2 separate regions of the Mus musculus genome follow, and region 2 is linked to region 1. The links are chromatin contacts, called in public Hi-C maps. All regions are on one chromosome and are shown on one strand. The core of a region is the stretch at or near the end of the contact, and the rest is flanking DNA. Distances in the headings are between cores, read along the strand shown.

Evidence for each region. A called contact is a pair of places that touch in the nucleus more often than the background predicts.
Region 2: a contact with region 1 is called in a Hi-C map of olfactory sensory neurons, with 1.7 times the contacts expected there. The contact joins two enhancer-like sites. A contact is called at or near these places in 4 of 39 promoter capture datasets (the 3T3-L1 cell line, the HPC-7 cell line, embryonic stem cells and 1 more), 5 of 484 Hi-C or Micro-C datasets (the HL-1 cell line, effector CD8 T cells, embryonic stem cells and 2 more) and 1 of 9 other capture datasets (embryonic stem cells).

Annotation. Positions count from the first base shown.
Region 1 is chr3:85,840,696-85,843,874 of GRCm38.p6, forward strand. No RefSeq gene overlaps it. Among named protein-coding and RNA genes, the nearest start is that of Glt28d2, 45 kb to the right of the region's middle. Within about 2 kb of position 1,811, at least 58 of the 459 cell types and tissues checked have an H3K27ac peak or open chromatin away from gene starts, as enhancers often do. A contact at or near this core is called in olfactory sensory neurons, where this site is marked.
Region 2 is chr3:85,910,040-85,913,724 of GRCm38.p6, forward strand. No RefSeq gene overlaps it. Among named protein-coding and RNA genes, the nearest start is that of Gm26204, 3.4 kb to the left of the region's middle. Within about 2 kb of position 1,627, at least 3 of the 459 cell types and tissues checked have an H3K27ac peak or open chromatin away from gene starts, as enhancers often do. A contact at or near this core is called in olfactory sensory neurons, where this site is marked.

The DNA.
Region 1 (3,179 bases), core at 561-3,060:
AACAGGACTAGACTTAACTAATCAGACCAAATGACAACTGCATGGCTGGCTGCCAAGATATCACACGCAGTTTGAGAACTCGATTCAGAATAGCTAAGTGAGCTGAGAAACAGTGACCTCTATATTTTATCTTTTGTCTAGTTGGTACTGTATTCCAGGTATAAAGTGAGAAATCTGTGGTAGCTTAGGAAGAAGCCCTCAATTCAACATTTATAAAGGGAAGCCATGGTTGGTGGTAGCACAAAGATTTACTAACTGTATATGAGTAACTGTTTTTTACCTGCACAGATTATCAAATATGGGCTATATAATATTCCTGCTCTGAAACAAAGTTTTTTTCAACCTTGAAGAATAATCATTTCTTTGCTAAAATGTTCATCTCTCAAATTAGACCTAAGATGACCTTTAACCTAGGATAGTGGATCTCAATCCGTGGGTCATGGACCCCTTTGCAGATCTAGCAAGCCTTCCACAAGGGTTACCTAAGACCATCAGAAAACACAGATATCTACATTATGATTCATAACAGTAGCAAACTTACATATTTTTAAATGTACCTGCATTTCAAAAATGTCAGTAATTATACTGTCATAATAATATATCTTCAACTTTCAAAAGAAATGTAACTTTTCAGCCATACAATTTCAAAAATATATATTCTCCTATATTGGGAGAAAATTAAACTCTTAAAATGCAAAAATTGGGGGTTTAAAATAACCACCATAAGACTTCTTTTATTTCATAGTATCCATAAAATAAATACTAATCTGTTGTAATATGTAAACAGATGGAGGATGCTGATTCCAAGCGTATGAAAGAGTCCCTCCTCACTCCCTCTCCAGTATCATTAGTAAACTGTTGTAGCTTGGGGCTGCTCCACAACAAAGGTATTAATACTGTAAGCCATCCTGCTTCAACACTGTTCTACTTTGTGCCTTAGAAACCACCCCTGCAAGTTGACACTGGAGATAAATCAGGGAGATTAACACAGTGTTACCTTGAAGAAGCAATTAAAAAAGGCTGAAAAGCAGCAACTAAACCCCAAACCATTTGCTCCCTCACAATAGGAAGCTGAAGATAATCTTATTTGCTAAACATAAATCACTGAGATCTAGCAAAATTCCTAAATGATATTCCAGGTGGAAATGCTGCAGAGCCCAGAGCTGGCTACAGAATCATTTACTTCCAGCTCTGAAAACAAACTGGACCAGTTTGTCTGGTGGCTTCTAAGAAAATGATCATTCAAACCAATGGGACAATCAGAGGAAGGGCTTCCCTGGGGCCGCATATTCTCTCTTTTTGTCCCCACCCTCAGCAGCTTCTAGCAGTATTAGGTTTCTGGCAAACAAGTTTGCCTCCTCCCTCCTACCTCCTCCCTCTTCCCTCCTCCTTGCCTATGTTAAAGCCTTTAGACAATAGAAAGCAAATTCCATCAGTTTTATATGTTTTGAGGGTAAATTCACATTTTTTTACTTGAGATAGAGGGAGTGTGTGTGTGTTTGTGTGTGTGTGTGTGTGTGCATTTTTTCCATCCTGACTCTGAACTCTCAGAGGTTGTACAGGCAGGCTCTCACTGAGGCAGCCATTCCTGAGGTCCTTGTTCACATGCAGCCTGTTGGCAGCAGTCTGGCTGGCTTCTCTTTCCCTTTCCTCATGTTAAAGTCCCTGGGACAGAGAGGCTTTGAGAACATGTTTATTAAAGGTGCAACGTTAAAAGCAGAACTGTTTCGGAGGTGCTGCTGAGTGGTGGAGGAGACTCACTCTTCCTGGGGCTCTTTCTCCTGAATAGCATGGGAAATGCCAGCTCCAGATAGCGATCCACTGTGCCCCAGAAAAGCAACTGTGCTGCGTGGAGTGGGAAACGAGGAGACTGACCAGACAAAAGCCTGTGCCTGCATCAGACGAAAGCTTCATTTAGCTTTAAAGTTTACTGTAACAGGAAGCCCTATTAAATCTCGGCTCCCACACGTTTTAGATCTTTATTCCCCGGCTCTAGGTAGTCCTTCAGACTCACTGAAGGAACCAAGCACAAAATGTCCATGGAAACCTTGCTCACCTCTGCCAACAGCTACATTACAAACTGCTTCAGAACTCCCTTTGGTTCAATTTCTCCACTCATATGTGCTGGTCACACACACCACACACACCTCTTTGGCACCCCACAGGAACTGTTGCTTTCTTTATTCCTTCCCTAAAAAGCACCTGGTGAGGAATTTTCTAGAACTTGACTTCCTCACCAGACCTGGGCCTGATGCTGTTTGTTCCCCTAAAGCAGGTATTTGAGATTGTTCAATGTTATTTATACAAAGCTGGCTGGCTGCCAATTTTCCTCTGTCTCCCAGTTTCCAGCCACTGCACAGGGAGTTCCAGGACACCTGTAGATAGTCAAGGTGTAAAACTCACTGGCTTTGCCCATGTCAGCAAGCTAGGTAGCCTAGTCCTTAATATATGCCTGTTCTTATTCATTTAGCCTATATGGTTTACATTAACTATGGAAAGACAAAACTAATAACTAAACACATAAAAAACAGGCCTTATGTTGTACTCCTTTTTTGTTTGTTTGGGGGTTTTTGTTTGTTCGTTTGTTTTTATTATTTCAGATATTTATTTTTACTATGTTTGTTGAAACATTTTGCTTTTGTTGCAAATAAATTTTATTTTCATGTGAAATACTTTGATTACAGTTTACCCCTCCTCTACTCTCCCCAGTTCTTCCCCACCTCCCCTCCCATTTGGATCCACACACCCCCACCCTTCTGTCTCTCATTAGCTTCTAAGGCATACTGATAAAATATAATAAGATAAAACAAAAACTAATACATTGGAATAGAGCAAACAAAGGGGAAAGAGCCCAAGAAAAGGCACAAGAAACATATATAGTCACAGAGATCCATTCTGGAACTCCATAAAAGCACTAAACGGGAAGCCATAATATATAATCAAAGGACATATAAGATAAAAGATATATTTACATATATATGTATATGCATATTAAATACAACTAAAAATAAGGTAGACTTTAAAACAATAAAAATAAGCAAAGCCCCGACAAAACACTGAGACCAGGAGCCGGCAATGGTGCTGTTGAGTTTGCTTTCTGTCGGCACCTAACTGCTGGATGTGCAGCCAACCCATAAGAGTGGTCTGTTTCCCCAGTGAGACTCCTTTAAAGAAAACTA
Region 2 (3,685 bases), core at 377-2,876, 69 kb after region 1:
CAAGACCAAGTTCTCAGAACAAAGACTTATCTGCCCCAGAAGGACAAAGGGCAGTGAATAAGAGACAAAGACAAGAGACAATGATAGAGGATGAAGGAAAAGGAACAAGAGATGAGGGGAGGAAGGGTATTAGTCCAAGAGGGACAAAGGACTGCCTCCGGATAGAGAGGAGACAGACATGGCCCATAGGCAAATGACAGTTTATAAAGGTAGTAGGGGAAACCGAGTTAGGATGAGGTGCTTAATTTTGGTTAGACGTGTTAATTAGGGCAGCCACAAGGGGATTTTTGATTTCTGGACCTCAATACTTTGATAGCTGGACTTTGGTAGTCAGTCCCCAAAATACAGAGATAGACCTTGGTGGCTAGATTTAGGGATGTAATCTAATGGATTTTTAGCAAGGCAGAGGGAATAGGGTAAGGCCTGTCAGAGCCAAGTTTACCATGCTGGGCCTACTAGAGCTCTTCAAAGTTGCTGGAAAGAGAGACCGGACTTCTTTCTGTAAGTTGTCCTCTAACCTCCCCCATGTACACCACAACACATATGCATACTCACAAAATGAATAAATATAACAAAATGTTTCATAAGGAAGTAAATAAAAAAGAGAAAACAATGACTTCCCAGGGGATCAGCCTGGCAGGGAGGGCGGGATGAAGGAGATTGAAGAGATGGGGTAACACAGTGCTTCCTGGCATGCCTCGCTTCCTGGTATGCTGCACTAACAAGGGTACAGCTTCACTTCTACGCTCTATCAAGGAAGCAGGACTTGATTCTGACCATGTGTCAGGAAACGTGAGCCGCAGGCTAAGGGTCACCGACAGAATGTGGGATCTGGACTTCATGTAAATTAGAGGACAAGAAAAAGAGAGAAAGACTTTGAGGATTCTCCCAGACTGGGAGATGACTAAATGCAACATGTATTCTGGATGAAATTCTGGGCCAGAAAATAAAATGAAATATCATGGAGACAGCTGATAGGAAGTGTGAGTGAGGCTTGCAGACTGAGTGGTTGCTATGAATTTATGTTCTCTAAACATCCATTGTAGTTAAAGGCTGAGTCCCCAGGGCTTGGCCCTGGTATTGGAAGGTAGTGAAACCTTTGGGAGATGGGACCTAACAGAAGGTCCTAGATCACTAGAGTATGAGGTATTTCTGACCCTGCCTGGCTAGGAATTCTTCATGAAGGATTTGTATAGTAGATAATTGCCACAGCCTGCACAGTGTTGGGACTGTCCTGACTGGGACAACGGGGACATAAAGAAACAAGAGAGAGAGAGAGAGAGAGAGAGAGAGAGAGAGAGAGAGAGAGAGAGAGAGTGAGTCAGGTGGGCTGTGCACTCTGAAGGAAATGTACTAATAACAACCCTGCTCAGTGTGGTCCATGCCTTTACCCACGACTCCAGGAGGCAGAGGCAGAAGATCTCTGTCAGTTCGAGGCTGGTAGCCTGGTCTACAGAATGAGTTCCACCATAGCCAGGGCTACACAGAGGAAATCCGGTCTCAAAAAGCCAGAAAAACAAAACTAACCAGAAACTCAGCACATTTTTTATACAAAGCAAGAGCAGAGGAGTAAGCTGGCTAGCTGTTCTCAGTAAGAGGTGTTAGCATTCTATCTAAGCTCCACCCCACAGTTACCTGGCAACAGCCAGGTAGGCCTGACCCACTATAAAAGGGGCTGTACAGATGCAGGAGAGCAGACATGAATCCTGCTCCCGGGACAACCAGGCTGCAAGGATGTGCACATGAAGCTGCCAGAAGTAATGTTAGCTTTTGAAATTCCAAACATATAAACACCTTTTCTCTTTTGTAATGCTATCCATTCTCCTGGCTTGAGTTAAGCTCCTTCATCAAGAATTAACTCCCAGTAAGGATCATGGTGGCTCACACCTTTGATTCCAACACTGGGGAGGCAGAGGCAAGGCAGGGGCAGGAGGAGCTCCGTGAGTTCTCCAAAGGGAGTTCCAGGACAGGCAGAGCTCAAGCCCATTCTCCCATTTCTCTGATTTTCTGTCTCCTTTATTCCTTTTGTATCAGACACATTTGGGGCGCTTTAGGATACTCTGGCTTTATATTGCTATGTTTTGTGTGTCCACACTCTGCCTTCGTAACAACAATGCACCTCTAGCAGCTGTTGTCAGTTGCCTGAGCATGAGCATCACATTCGTCAAGTAACGGCCTAAACTTAAAGCTTAAAACAACAGGTCTTTTCCCTCAGTAAAGGCCTGCACTGTCTAAAGTCACTCATTCCCTTGTCTGTCTTCTTTCTAGCTTACCCACATGGCCCACAGGAGGAGTCAGTATGTGAGCTTTCCTCCTGGGATCCTAAGTTTCTTTCTCTCCTATTTCCCCCTCTAACCTTCCCCCACTTCCTTCTGAGAAACTCAACAGGGACTATGTGGCTTTTATTTTAATATTAAATATAATAGGCCTATGCTACAGCGATGCTAAAATGTCAACAAACTACACATATGTTGTCAAAACTTCAAAACTGCCTCTGCCTCTGCCCTCTGCCCTCTGCCCTCTGCCTCTGCCTACCAAATGCTTGAGGATTAAAGGTATACACCACCATGCCTGGCCAATCTTAACCTTTTTAATATCCTCCCTATGTATGAGACATAATTTTGCAACCAAAACTCAAAAGCTACAGGAATTAACTTCAAGAAATATGAGACAACCTTATTAAAACCAATCTTTACTCTCTGATGTCTTCACTGAAACCTGCTCTAAAACAAAAAGCCCCGAACCTTCTAGATTCTCTTCTAGTGCTTGTTCTGTCTTTAACTCTTTTATTTACTGTCTACCACTCTACCTGACCACGCCATACCTACCTACACCTATCTCTCCAGTCTCATGATCTTTTTTCTCTTGCCAATCATACATCCTTGTGGGGTTCTGGAAGTTATCTGGGCATCTACGCTGCTGCAAGGGTTCTGGTGGGTACTCCCAGAGTCTGGCTCCCTCCCTTCTGAGTTTCTGCCCTTACCAGAGTGTCTGTTCTTCTTTCCCCTCACCTTGAGAAGTTTCTGAGTTCTCCTAGACCCCTGCTTGCCTTTTTTCATACTGATCTTTGAGTTCACCCATTTCCATAAAGTAAATTGAGGCCCACAAAAATGTTTGTCTTCTCTCTCCCTGCTCTAGGCCCACTTGTCTTGTCAAACTAATCCTCCCTGGTGAGCACCACTCAATCTTGCCCATCCAAGGATTCCTCCCTTGGCTGTCTTATTCTACTCTTAAGTCATGTCTTCTAGTTGCCTCTATTACGATGTAATCAGGTTAATAGAATTTCCTGTATCAGAATAATGAGGTAATACCAGACATATGGTAGATTAACAGTACTCCCTTACTGATTCATTTTGAGGTTTGCCTAACTATTTATATTTTAAGAAGTTCCCAAGGGACTGTACTCCTGCTGATGGTCATGACCATGCTTGAGGAATTACTAGTTATGATCAGAAATTCTGAACCTTGACACTATTGACATGTGAGGTCAGATAACTCTTTGACACTTCTTCCATGTGGGGCTTTTTGTTGGATGTTTAACAGCATTCTCGACTTCTATCGAATAGACATGAATAGCACCTCCCTGAAACAAACTATCTCCAAGCCAGATATGGCGACCCACACCCAGAAGAGGCAAAAGCAGGAGGAGTTCAAGGTAGAGGCTAGCCTGGGCTATATAGCAAGA